Regions from separate parts of the Sus scrofa genome. Here region 1 is linked to region 2. The links are chromatin contacts, called in public promoter capture Hi-C maps. All regions are on one chromosome and are shown on one strand. The core of a region is the stretch at or near the end of the contact, and the rest is flanking DNA. Distances in the headings are between cores, read along the strand shown. Region 1 holds the start of ACVR1 (activin receptor type-1). Region 2 holds the start of ACVR1C (activin receptor type-1C).

Region 1 (6,913 bases), core at 3,180-5,679, 360 kb before region 2:
CCCAGGCTAGGGGTCTAATGGGAGCTGTAGCCGCCGGCCTACACCAGAACCACAGCAATGCGGGATCTGAGCCGTGTCTGCAACCTACACCTCAGCTCACGGCAATGCTGGATCCTTTAACCCACTGAGCAAGGCCAGCGACTGAGCCCGAAACCTCATGGTTCCTAGTGGGATTCGTTAACCACTGTGCCACGAGGGGAACTCCCCGATAGGATTTTTAGTGGCACTTTCAGGTTATAATTTTCCCTTATACCCCTTATTCTGATTCAGTCATTTCAATCTTTGAAACATAATACTGGTTTCTTATGGGCCTCAGGGTGAGGACTAAACTCCGGATCTCAAGGTCTTTTAATTTTCCAAGAATAGTTATGATGCAGCTAGGTTAGTATTTCTCACACTTGAGTAATGTATAGATACATTCGAAAGGAAATAAAAATTCCATGGACCTTCAGTGATGCCTTAAATTATTTTTATAAAATTTAAATAAACAGTGTTTTTTGTTTGTTTGTTTGTTTTTTTCAGCCTCACCCATGCCATGAGGAAGTTCTGGGGCCAGGGATCAAACCTGCACCACAGCAGAGACAATGCCAGATCCTTAACTCAGTGGGCCACTAGGGAACTCCTAAACTTTGTGTTCTTATAGGTACATAGCAAAAATGTTTAGTGGAATCATGGTTGCATGGTAGACATTCATGTGATCCAGTATGCATCATATTAATTACTTCAATATATTAATTTCTTTAAAAAATATTGTGACTGAAGCAAAAGCACAAATTTCCTGGAGAACTTGGAGATCCCCTAAGATTATGCATCCTGGTTCCAGTCTAACAAAATAGAAATGGGAGAGTCACTTTACAGTAAGTTTTACCATCCAACCCTCAAACTTTGCCCTATTTCTAAGCAGACTGGATGCTCACCCAGTCTTCAAGTCTCAACTTAAATGTAAACAACCACTAAACTAGATGGAAACTAATCTCCATATACTTGTACCCATTGTACAACTATAAAACCAAACCTTAACAAATTATGAACAAAACCATGAAACCAATGCTTCAGGTAATTTTATTTAATGAGACAGATGATACTGTCTTGCTGAACAAAAATGTCTGCTCACATTGTAAACAGGTACTATTGCCTGTTGGGAGCAGGGATTTTTTGGTTTGTTTTTGTTTTGGTTCTACATGCCCAAACCAAAGGAACAGACTTCTCAGAATAATTTGTTCATCCCTTCAACCATTACTCTTTTTTTTTTTCTTCCAGAAACCTCTAGTAATTGAACTGCAGTACATCAATCCATCAGTATCCCATCAATATTCTTCTAAATAATTTGCTTCTGAAAGTTGATATATATAACTAACTTGTTTTTGCTTTGTAAGTTTTAATAAGCCATGTTCTTTTATACCACTATGTAAGGAAAACTCTTGGGGCCGAAAAGAAATGGCTTCAAGATGAGAGACAATCACTCAATGTAGTTACTTAGATATTTTAAATGAAATGATTTCCCAAAGTTACGATTTATATTCTGAATCGCAATCTGCAAAATTTTATGGAATAAATTCTCCCAATTTTATAGGAAAATATTATACAGGACTCAGGTTGCTCAAGACCCTGTTTCCTAATAGTTTTTGAAAGCTGTTGACTTTTAGAAATGAACATGTTGATCTGGGCGTAAAGGAGGAGGATATGCAGAAAACAGAAGAGTTGCCAATTCACAATGCAGCAGGCAATTAATTAACAAGAGTCGTGCTCCTTGAAACATATGATGGAGGAGATCTGTGAATCTTAGAATAACAGAAGATATATTTCCTCCAAGTTATTTTACTGGTGTGATTTTCCAATGGATTAGATGTCAGGGTAAGGCAGTGGTTCTCAACTGAGAGTCATCTCTAGGCCCACCCTCAACCCCCTAGTTTGGCAATGTCCAGAGACATTTTTGGTTGTCACAACTGTGGAGGGTATCCTATTTACATCGAATGGATAGAGGTCAAAGATGGTGCACAACCACTTACACTGCACAGGACAGCACACCACAACAATTATCCAGTCAAAGATGTCTATAATACCAAGGTTGAGAAACCCTGGATTAAGGTATCCAAGCCAAAGGACTATATTGGGGCTTTATCCTTGTGTGAGTGGGGCTTGTGTGAAGGGCTGTATTCTTGTGTATATTCTTGTTTTACACACACACAATTACTCAATCAGTTCATCTGTTACAAGGTCAGAAGAATTACCCAGAATCCTCCCAGAGAGTCTCCTGGAATACAACCTTAGTCACAAGAGGGTTGAGTTAGAGGGCTTTGCATTGAGCCAGCCACATAATAAAGAGATAAAAGGAACAGTTGAAAGCATAACAGGGTTCATTAGTTCATTTATTCACTTACTCAGCAAACCTTTACTGTGCCACTCTGTTAGGGATGATGATACACAGTAGACATAACCAAACCTGGTCCTTCCCCTCAGGGAGCTTACAGCCTAGAGGATACTATAAAGGTTCCTAAGAAGAGGTCAGTAACTTGAAGACTCCAAAAATGGACCGGACTGAGGCATATTTACACAACTTGGGAAGTTCCCACATGTATGTAATCTCATTTGAACTACACAATAAACCTCATGAGACAGGCTATATTCCCTGTCTCACGTTAAAAATGTGTCTTGGGTTAAAAACGTGCCCAAGATCATACAGTTTTTAAGTGGCAGGGCTGACACTTAGGTCTCTGTCACATTGTTCTACAGAGGGAGGATACATACAAGGATTCTTGTTTGATTGACCTGGAATTTCTTCTCCTGTTTCTCACCAATCATAAAGCCCTTCCCCTTATGGAAAAATGCCCCAGCCTTCTGCATCTTTGTGCTTATATAATACCTAGGTATTCTTTTCTAGCAGTTTCATGTATATTTGCTTTGTGTTTCTAATTAAATTGTCAACTCCTGACCTGCAGGGACCAGATCTTCCATTTTCTTTGCAACCTTTTGCAGTACAGCAGACAGTCACCCAGTAAATGCCTGCTGCATGAATGAACCTGCAGAGATAAAAATACTTTATGGTATTCCCAGTTATTGGTTTCACGCTTATATTTGGCTTTGTGATGGGGTTATACATTCTAAACTTCTAGAGGGTAGAGAAAATGGCCTGGTGCTTTCCTTACACTCTGCAGGCACCATGCAAAATTCGATCCTCGCATGCCTTTTTGATGCTCTGGATAATATTAGAACACTGGAGTGTTTTTGTGTATCCAAGGACCGAGGTTGTCAGCCTCTCTGTGGCGGGGAATGTTCCTTCCTTTCCACTGTAAGCTCTCATGGCGCCTAGGACAGCGGTAGGTTACCGCAGACCCCCGCCCCTGTACCCCCCCATTTTTTTTTTTTTTTTTTTTAAATAAGGAGGTGTACTGCGAAAATGGCAAGCTCTTGCATAACCCCAGACCTTGAGGGGAAATGAGCAAAGTGGAAGGGGATTTGAAGGCAGGTCAGAAATGGCCTGGATGAGAATGCCGAGGCTTCTCTGTGAGAATCCAGTCGGCCAGGCAGGACTCCAACCGCTCGCAACCCGCAGTCCCGGGCCGGGGAGGCAGCCCGCCCGCCGGCCCGCCCACCCCGCGCGCCCCCGGGAGCTGTCCAGACAGCCCCGCCCGCGCCTACCTGGGCTCTCACCCCGCCGTGCGGCCTCTCTGCCTCCCACCCTGGCCGCGGGAGCCCGGCTCAGGCCTGCCCCGCCGCCTCCCCGCCTCGAAGGAGCCCCGCGGGAGGCGCGCTCGCAGCCTCCTCTGGGCTGGCCAGACAGCGTGGGGCGCGCCGGGGGCGGCTCGGCCAGGCTCGGCGGGGCTCGGCGGGCTCGCCCCGGGCCGGGCGCCTGCAGGGGGCGCGGGAACGGCCCCGCCCCGCCGCCTTCCCTCTCCCTCCCGGCTCCCTGGAACCGCGCCGGGAGGAAATGATGTGTTGCTGCCTGGTTAATCACAGCTCCAGACACTCATTGGCCGAGCGCTCCGCAGCCACTTCCTTCTCCTCCTCCTCCCGCTCCTCCCGCTCCCGCTCCTGCTCTTTGCAGCCGCCGCCGCCGCCGCAGCCTCCCCCTCGGCGCTGGGGGAACTTTTCTACTCTCAGTGACCGACTCCCCCGCCGCCCCCCGGCCAGCCCCCACCCGGCCCGCCCCGCCCGCTGCAGTCCTCCCAGCCCTGTCCGCAGCGCCTCGGGAAGTTTATTCCGCCCGCCCTCCTCCCCTTCCTTCTCCTCCGCCTCCTCTTCACCCCGCCTCCCCTCCCTCCCCCGGCTCTTTTCCCGGGGTGGCTGCCGCTGCCGCTGCCGCCGCTGTCTCTGCCAGGCTGCTCCTCGGCCAGCCGCACCGGCCCCAGGGCTGGAAAGCCCCTGGCCCCCAGCACCGGCTCGCCGTACCCGCCCGCCGCAGCCGCCGCCGCCGCCGCCGCCGCCGCTCGGGGCCGGTCGCCCGCCCTCGGCCCCGCGGAGTTCCGGGCTCCCTCGCCGGCTGCACCGCCCCGCCCCGCCCCGCGCCGCGCCGACCTGCAGCGCCCGGCTGGCTCGCACTCCGCCTCCCCGGCTCAGCCCCCCGCCGCCGCGGGACCAGAGGTGAGGGCAGGTCGCCGGCCGCCCCTGCCAGAGACCGGAGGACCGTGGGAGGAGGGAGCCTAGGCAGGAGAAGGGGCAGGGAATGGGGGTGGGAGGGTGGGCGTCAGCGGTGCTTCCCCCTCGCTTTCATTCCTTTCTCCCCCAAGCCGATCCACTCTTGGTGGGGGAAGCAGCCGCGGAAAAAAACTGTCTTGCTGTGGCCCTGAACTGCCAGTGGGATATGGGAGAGGGCAGAGGCAAGGAGTGGGTGGTCGTGTGTGTGTGTGTGTGTGTGTGTGTGTGTGTGTATATGTATGTATGTATGTGTGTGCGCATATGCATGTAGTGAACTCCTTCAGGGTGTGCGCCTCTGACTTGTAAATCGATCTGGCCGCCTGGCCACGGGGCTCACCTTCCTAGCTGAGCTTCGTAGAGAGTAAAGGGATGGGCGAATCACCCCCCACCTTCAAAATATCCGTCTCTTCCAAGAGGAATTTTCTGCTGGAGAGACAGCCAATAAACTCTGCTCAATGCCCTCCCTCCCTCCGTTCTTCCTAGCTGCAGTTTCAAAAAGCTTCAAAGCCAGGAATGTGGGATTCATCTTCCGATCCCCAGAAGGCAAATGTGGTTACAGATGTTGCACGGTACTTTGCCAAGTTTAAAACCCTTCCTTCAACACTGTAACCAAAACAGTGAGGCTAGAACCTTGGGCGCGCTGATATATGTGGGCCTCGGACTGTTGGACTCACTAACCCGTCGGGTTCTTGAGTATCTCAGCTCTGCCCAGTTTGTGCCAGATCTGTCTCCCACTCAGCTCCGACCCCCCTTTTCCTCCGGAGTTTTGAACGCTCTTTGCAGGGGAGAGAAGCTATAGAGGAAGCTACTTAGGGAAAAAAAAACATTCAACCTCCTAGCAGAGGAAAAGTCTTGGTGAAAAAGTTGTGCTTAATACGGCTCTGGGAGAGAGGTAGCCAAGTAATACAGTGGATGTTAATTTTATTGGGCTTTCTTTGCTTTCTTTTTTGAAGTGTGTGTCTGTGATTGAGGTTAGATGATGAGAAAAGAAACTTGTTTCATAGAGATTTTTTGTATTTTCGAAAAGAAGCCCTGGCATTTAGACACAGATCAACCCAGTGGTTTTAAAAGAATCCTGTCCCAGAGATGCAGACTGCTCTGACAGCTCAAGGAAAGGCGGTGGCAAAAAATAGATACCACCTCCCTTTCCCCCCAAAAAAATTCTTCCTGGAAAGGTAGTGGTAAGAAATTTCAAGAGATGGGCTGATCCAAGTGGCGGGCCTTAAATGGAAACACTATAGTATGTCCTGGCACTTGTCTCTGGAGGTGGGTGGCTGGCGGTGGGGGGTGGGGGTGCGGCTTGGGCAGCCAGCAGACACCACCAGACTTGTGCTGACCTCATACACTGGCCTCTCCATCCACTTTTACAGTATGCTTGAGTATGAAGTATGAGTCCTCTGCATTTCACTGATGGGGACACAAGGCTCAAGAGGCTATCTTAGGCCTGGACAGGACTTGAATCACCTGGCTTCCAAGACCAAATCACTTTTGTGTGTGTGTGGTGTATGATTCAGTTGTTTTTGTTTTCTGCCCTGGGATTAAAAAAACAAGGCTTTTGAGGCTGAGATGTGTAGGCCTTAGATTGATGGAATTGTGTTGGGTAATCTAATTTCTACTGTCGCCCCTTGTAAAAATACTCAAAGGTGGTGAATGATGTTCTGATAAATTCTGGAGAGATGGCAAAAAATCAAGGGCCGGGATGGGTTCATTCTCTACGTTTCTAGCAGTATAAGTGTATTTTACCTGAATAGGAGAGAGTGGTTTTCAATAAAACTTGATATAGGTAGTAGTTGTACCACTTTTGTACCTTGGAAGAGAGTGAGCATTTGAATCTCAATAAGTTTCTTGTTACCTCTAAGTAACGTAAAAGAATACCAAGGATGGAGAGTAAAGATGGAGGTGTATGCCATCATCAGGAATGTAACTAATTCATTTCAGAAGTGAGGGATTTAATGGCATTAATAGTATAGTAATTTTTTTTAAAGTAGTGATTTAAATTTTGTGCAGATAGCAGTTATTGAATCAGTAAATGAAGACTATGCCTCTATCTTACCCTCGATTGCACTGAACTAGTCCTGTGGTGATCATGATAGGCTTTTAGGTAAGGTGGGTTGAGTAGTTTAGCCTTCTTAGGGAAGGAGGAGTGGGACAGAAATGGATTTGAAAAATGATCCTGCTATTCAAGGTCATGAGGTGAAGATAGAATCAATGCGTATATACTGTACTTTAGGCAAACAGGAGCTGGGTCTGGGAATTGTCCTCTGTGCTTGTTTTACCA
Region 2 (7,214 bases), core at 2,015-4,514:
GTTACAAAAATATGATAGATATACTATATTATATCATATCTTGAACAATACATTTGCACAGCTTACATTAAATAACAGGAGTCATTCAATGTGCTCCAGAAAGAGTATTTTCTTAATGAGTTCATTAAAAAAGATATTGGATTAAGACTGGATTAATTTCAACAGGTATGTTTATGTGTGTGTGTGCAATGAAGTATACTCTATTAAGCAAAAATTGGGCATATTATAAGGATGAAGCTCTTTTTCTTGGTTGCCCAAAAGATGGCATTAAGGACCCAAGCATATCAGAAATATTTATTGTTGCCTAAGAATGTACTTTACCAGTCACTGGAATTCAAAACATTGATAGTGGCTAACTCCTTACTTAAAAGCTTCCAAAGTTCTGATGTTGGAAGAAGAACATGCACTTAGGACAGAGGGAAATGGTATTTGAAGGCATTGTTTAAAAAATTCCTACAGGAGTTCCCGTTGTGGCTCAGCAGTAATGAATCCAACTAGCACCCATGAGAATGTGGGTTCAATCCCTGGAGCCGCTCAGTAGGTTAAGCATCGGTGTTGCCTTGAGCTGTGGTGTAGGTCGCAGACATGACTTGGATCCTGTGTGGCTGTGGCTGTGACGCAGGCCAGCAGCTGCAGCTCTGATTTGATCCCTAGCCTGGGAACCTCCGTATGCTGCAGGTACGGCCATAAAAAGAAAAAAACAAAAAACAAAAAACAAAAAAACCCTACAAATTAAGTATTTAGATTTTGACATATTAACATTTTTTTTGTTGTATCACAGAATTTTGCACCAAGAATTCAAAAGTTCATGCTTCCTTCATAGGCTGGCCACCTACGGTAAATGATTGGTAAGGCACTTAACAACTGCTACCTTTTTTATACTGTGCTTCAGACAAAGGTAATGATCTTCTATCATCTGAGCAGGATTCATTAGACCAGCACTGTCCAAGACAGATAGAATGTGAGCCACACGTTTAATTTAAAACTTTCTAATAGCTATATTAAAAAGTAAAAAAAAGGAATAGTTTAAATAAATTTTAGTAATATATTTTATTTAACCCAATATGTCCAAAATATTATCATTTCAACATGTAAGCAATACAAAAGTTATTGGAGTTCCCATCATGGCTCATTGGAAACTAATCTGACTAGTATCCATGGGGATGCAGGTTTGATACCTGCCCTTGCTCAGTGCATTAAGGATCTGACATTGACCTCAGCTGTGGTGTAGGGCAAAGATGCGGCTTGGATCTGGCGTTGCTATGGCTGTGGCATAGGCCGGCAGCTGCAGCTTCGATTCAACACCTAGCCTGGGAACTTCTGTATGCCACAGGTGCAGCCCTACAAAAAAAGTTATTAACTATGTTTTTTACATTCTTACTTTGGATTAAGTCTTTGAAATCCAGCATGCATTTTATACTTACAGCATATGCCAATTTGGTCTAGGCGCAGTTCAAGTGCTCACTTTTCATATGTGGCTAGCAGATACTATAGTGGACAGTGCACCTTTAGACTAAGAGGAAGTGTGGAATTTGTGTAGAATATTGAAATCCTTCAATAACAGACCTCTAAGGATGATAACCTTGCTTTCTTAGAAGGTAAGAGCTTTCCAACTGGTGGGAACATTGCTTACTGTATTCAAGAGACAAAATAAATATATGGAAGGTAACTATCTGATATTAGTGTCATGCTTTGTGGTTTGATAGTGTATTCATGTTTACTACCCCTTTTAATCCTGTTATGGTTCTAAGAAATAAGGAGGAATGAAGTCTCACTTACTTTTGAGGAAGAAGGCCCTGTTTCTTAGGCTCCAAATCTCATGATCCAATGGTAGATCCTAATCTAGACAAATAATGAGCAAGTCAAGTCAGCCAAAATATAATGCGTTCTAGCATTTTCTTGCATTTTTTTTAAAAGCATCTGTTTTGTGGGTGTCTGGAAGGGCTCAGTCTTGTTCCACAACTCCATTTTTTTTTTTTTTTTGGTTTGTTTGTTTGCTTGGATCCAGAATGAAATGAGAACAAAGTCTTTTTATGCTTAGGAATGTTTTGTTTCAGCCAAGGTGGTGATGGCAGAGGTGAGCTCCTCCAGACTGCCACCATCATGCATGAAAATTTCGACAAATATCACACCCCCAATACTGTGATTCTTCAATGAAGTCAATCGTATACATCATTTCACGTAGGTCTTTCATAAGCCTCAGAAAGAACATGCACCATTTAGAGCTAAACTAGGTGAAGAAGCAAGTAATATCACTTACTATAAGGCAATTAATTTATATGACAACCACTTTTCAAAGAGCACCCTAACAGCAGCAATAACATCAGTACTGGATCCTTGGTTTTTTGTGCTCTTCAGTTTAAAATAATCCCTTTCACTCTAATGTACAGGGTACAGACGTGTATTGAATTTAGGCTGATTTCTATTAATTGGTAACACTGCCCTTATATTGTCAAACACAATCCACATGAGAGGGACAACCATTTGATATTATGCCCCTGGGATTTAAAAATACTTAAGTTTCTAATATAATATTTAAGTCATTCTTTACCTCCCCTTGAACCTTATGTATGATTCTAACTCGCCCCTCATTTTTTCAATTGCTGAAATTGTAGTTGCTGAGATATTTTCCGTGGACCGGTCCTCCATTTCCAAACCTGGCTTACACACTGAGGACGACCACATCATCTGGCGCAGGTAGTACAGCTTCTGTAGCCAATCATAGAGGGAGGGTAGCCTGAAGGCGCGATATTAGAGACCAAGTGCATTAAACCAAACCTGTAAGTAGCCGAGGCTGTGGGACAACTGGTTATTTCTAGGGCTGGACAGAGAGGGCGCCCGTCCACAAACGCTCGCAAAGCCAGGATGTGGCGGTGTGAGGAGTCCGGCAGGAATACCCAGGGTGTCTCAGGGCTCATTCTAGTTAGAAAACATTTAGGACATTGGTGACAAATGAGTATCAAGAGACCCGGACGTGTGGATCTTCTGTAGGAGATTACCGAACGGACCACCAGAAGCAATTGCTGCGGGTTTAAGTTTTGCTAAAGTCTCTACAGGGCTTTCCCTCTTCTCCCAGCGTATACAATCTTGCGGGTTCCGCGCCACCCCACTTCCTTTCTTACCCCTCACCCCCCCGCCCCGCCTCTGGGAGATATCCCTGCCTTGCCAGCGGGCAGCCTTTGCCCGCCTGCGGGACAGCGACAGGCCCCGGGCAGCTGCCAGAGGGCCCAGGGGGCGGAGGCGCGGCAGGGGCGGGCTCTGTCGCCCCACCGCCCCCTGCCAGCCCGACTGTGGGGGCCAGTGGCAGGAGCTCCGCGCACGCCAGCCGCAAGGGGTAGGGATGGGGGAGTCAGGGGAGGAGGGCGCCCACGCGGATTAGAGCGGAGCGCACACTTCAAAAAGGTGTTGGGCTGTGCTTCGCTCCAGCGCCCCGGGAACTTCAAAGCGGCCCGCGCTGCCCCGGCCGCCCCGCTCCGCTCTGGGGCCTCGCAGCCGGGGCGCGGCGCCTGATGGCCATGACCCGAGCGCTCCGCTCCGCGCTCCGGCAGGTTCTTCTGCTGCTCTCCACGGCCACCGCGCTCTCGGCAGGTATGACAGGCGCTTCTTGCCCGGCGCTCGGGAGGGTGGGAGTCAGAGGCGGTCTGTGGGTGGGCACCGGGTAGGGGAAGAAGGCTCTATGAGCATACTGACCTTCCTCTGGGCGGAGTGGAAGCGCCAGTTGATTGAGGGGGCGCGGGACAGGGCGCAGCGTGGGCACTTGAAGTCTGGCAGCCTTAGGGGTAGACAGGTGTGTTGGGATGAATCTACAAGAAGAGAAAAAGCTGCAGGACGTGTGGGCAAGGGATTAGGGATGAGGCGGGTGACAAATTGGGGGGCAGTTTGCAGCAGAGGGAGTAGGAGAGTGTTAGTGGGTGTGTGCAGGGCTGGGAGTTGGGTGGCACCGTGAGTTCACTTTTGCAGGGGCTGAGGGACGCTCGATGCTGAGCTCTGGAGAGCTGAGAATGATGGTGACACGGTGGTGGGAATGATAGAGTGGTGGCAATTCAGTCTGAATTATAGGAGATGAGGGATACTGCAAAAGCCGCTGGGGCCAAGCTCTGTAGGCGGGAGTGGGAGCCTAAAATCTGCGTGGTTTGCAAGGCACAGTGCTTTCGAGGTACGATCTTTACTAAGAGTTACGGCGGGGGGGAGGGAGGGGGGGATTTCTGGCAAGCGTCCCAGAGTTTATAACAGGTCTGTGCTTTGATAGGCTAAATAGAGCCCTCCGCCCGAGCTAGAAATTAAACATTTCTTTATAATGTTTACTAGAAACTGGGGCAAATACATCTTTGGTAAAATCTTAGTGTGCTATGATGAAAAATCCTTTAACTCTAAAACTTTTCATTATAACAATATTCGGGTTGTGGAGAGAGACCAGGAACAGATTCCTTGCTAACTCATTCTTTAAACATTTTAATCAGACATTTGCACATAAAAACCTGGTGTTTTCTTCATAGAGCTGTACTTTGTCCAAAGCTGATTTTGATGCATTCTTGTTTTTTTCAGATGACAATCTGTTTGACATTAATAGCTATACTCCAGGGTGGGTAGTTTTCCTCATAGTGACATGTGTTGAGAATGTTTTGAATAGTATGATTGCTGTCATGTGCAGATTTCAGTGTTTCAGATGGCTCACAAATACAGTATTCAAATGAAAATTTGATTATCAACGATCAACTGATACAATACAAGGTCGAAAACATTTCCATTATCTTTGAAAAGGCACAGCCTTTTAGGAGAGCAGTTACACAGAGATTTGTTAGGAAGGTGATAGGATAAAGAGGAATATTTGCATTCAGAGTTAGTAAATTCATCAATAGGAAGAAAAATGACTATGAGAAAGTCTTTATAAGAAACGGGTCAAAACTCCACTAACTTGGGATGGTCAAAATGCTCTTGATGATTTAGTCATATCTACATATACAAGTCTTCTGGACAGCATAGTTTTGACTGGAAACTTGTGAAATAATGCCTCCAAAGGCTATTTGTACAACACTTTTTATTTTAGGGAGCTAATAACTTTGTTACAGACATTTCAAAAATACAGTCAATTATTTTTATCTAGTTCAGAATATGCATTTTGTTATAGCATAGAATCTAGAAAATTCCAGAGACCCTGGGTACAGCAACATAGGATAACATGCCCTGTGATGTTCTTTAAAGGCATGGAAATTTTGACATTGAAGTGTGCAAAAAAGAAAAAAATCATCCATTCAAACTTGATTGTTTTCTTAAAATTTGAAGGTTAAGAAAAATGCCTGATATGGAGGTAGTGGCATTATCACAATATGGATAATAGAGTGTCAATATAGTAGAGAAGTGCTTATCAAAGTCAGAACTTTTACAATGAACTTTTCTATGGCAAATGCAAACACTTTCAAAATCTCCTCTAGAAACTTTACTCATCTTTGTATCCCACAGAGGAAATATCTATTGCAATCTATATTTTTGACTCTCAATTCTTATGCAGATTTTGAGTATTTAATAGTATTCAGGTAGTTTATTTCATCATTTAAATAGTTTTTCTCCTGTGGTTCCTTACATTATTTTTGACCCAGTCACTTTTACAAATTGCATTGTTAGTCATATTGACCATTTATGAAGCTGTGCATGCCATTGTTGACATGTTATATGAGAAGTGCTGTTGATGCAATGACAGCAAAACTGTGTGACAGAAAACACCACTTTCCAATTTGGCTCTGCCAAGGACCAGACCTGAGACCTTAAATATCTGAAGACATTGATAAACCAATAAACTGTTTTGCTTCGGCTGTTCTCCCCCAGCATCTCTATCACCTTAGGCACATCAAGCATTGACAGCAAAGAAATCACTGCCCTTTGATGAGGCTCTTGGAGGGTAACCGCTGCTTTGGTGGAAATTTAGAGAAAATATTTATTGGTCTGGACTAGCTAAACAAATTAAGCTGCTCTGAGTTGCTCTAACTGCCTAGTTTCTGGGTTGCTTGATGTTTGAAAGAAAGACCTGACATGACTCACAACATTTATTTAGTGTACTAAACAAAGAATTGCCAGAAAATATCCTGGAGTTCTCAAATCTGAAGCTGTCACTTGAATGTTATAAGCTTAACACATGGAGCATTCTCTACTAATTTCATGAAACTTCTTTGTCTTCTGGTTGGAAAGGGAATTATTAAGAGTCTAGAAGCCTAGGTATTATTACCTTAGAAGTGAAAAGATTTAATAAGTAGGGTAGGTTGGGGGTTTCAGGTTTTTTTTCCCCCCACTTGAGAGCAGTTAGCAATTCCTACTATAATCTTAAATAATTACAGATCTTAAAGCTGTGCTGGAAGTGAAAGTGAAAGCCTTGGATTGACTGGGTTTATAATGCAAAAGATGTCACCTTTGCCCTCCTTTAAGCATAATCTTTTATGGGTTGATTGACACAAATGTGGCAACAGGCTCCTGGGTTCCAAGGAAGAGACTTCTTTGGCTTGGGAGAAACTCTGTGCAGAAGTCCTTGGTGGCAAATTTCTTCATTGACTATACTGCTTTGAACCCGTTTTCTAACCTCAAACTTACAGAAGCGTAAATTAAAGTTTCTCCAATTTTCTACAATCATCCAAAAATAAAGGATTGGAGTTGTGAGAATAAGAGAGATACAGAGGATGACATCACATTTTGACTCAAGCAATAGAAGAATAGACCATTAAGTAGGATGAGGCAGACTGCAGGAGGAACAGGTCTGGGGAGAGATGGGGCATTTGGATAGCTGGAGCTCAGTTTGGGGTATGTCAAGTTTTAAATATCTATAGGCCCTGGAGTGGAGAGGTCAAGACTGGTTTTACAGGCATTGGAATTCAGGGGATAGGTCTGGCCTGAAGATTAAAAATCAGGAGCCAAAGTTAAATTACAGATAATTTTAATCGACACATTAAAGTAGAGTCACAGATTTAGTGAATCACAGAAAGCACAGTTGAACTGAATTTTAAATAAACAACAACCAATTTTTTAATGTAAGTATGTTACAGATATGACATGGGACATACATATATTAAAAATTAATTGCTGTTTACCTCCAGTTTAACTGGGCATTCTGTACTTTTATCTGGCAACCCAACATTAAACAAAAATTATGGTGAATGAACTGCTGATATGTATTCCCAGCTCTTGCATTAGAAAATACATATATTTTCTAGTCCTCATCTCTCAAGACT

Evidence for each region. Promoter capture Hi-C pulls out the DNA fragments that hold promoters and counts their contacts.
Region 1: a contact with region 2 is called in a promoter capture Hi-C map of liver, with 3 times the contacts expected there. The contact joins the promoter of ACVR1 here to the promoter of ACVR1C in region 2. A contact is called at or near these places in 1 of 5 promoter capture datasets (liver) and 1 of 47 Hi-C or Micro-C datasets (embryonic fibroblasts).

What each region holds. Positions count from the first base shown.
Region 1 is chr15:64,889,169-64,896,081 of Sscrofa11.1, reverse strand. It overlaps ACVR1 (activin receptor type-1), which reads left to right and starts at 4,429. Exons shown (of 11, transcript XM_001927798.7): 1 at 4,429-4,581.
Region 2 is chr15:64,525,379-64,532,592 of Sscrofa11.1, reverse strand. ACVR1C (activin receptor type-1C) reads left to right here and starts at 3,264. Exons shown (of 9, transcript XM_003133418.5): 1 at 3,264-3,588. The coding sequence starts at 3,510. LOC106506249 (a long non-coding RNA gene) reads right to left here and starts at 3,807. Exons shown (of 5, transcript XR_001301435.2): 1 at 3,691-3,807; 2 at 2,779-2,919; 3 at 1,780-1,842.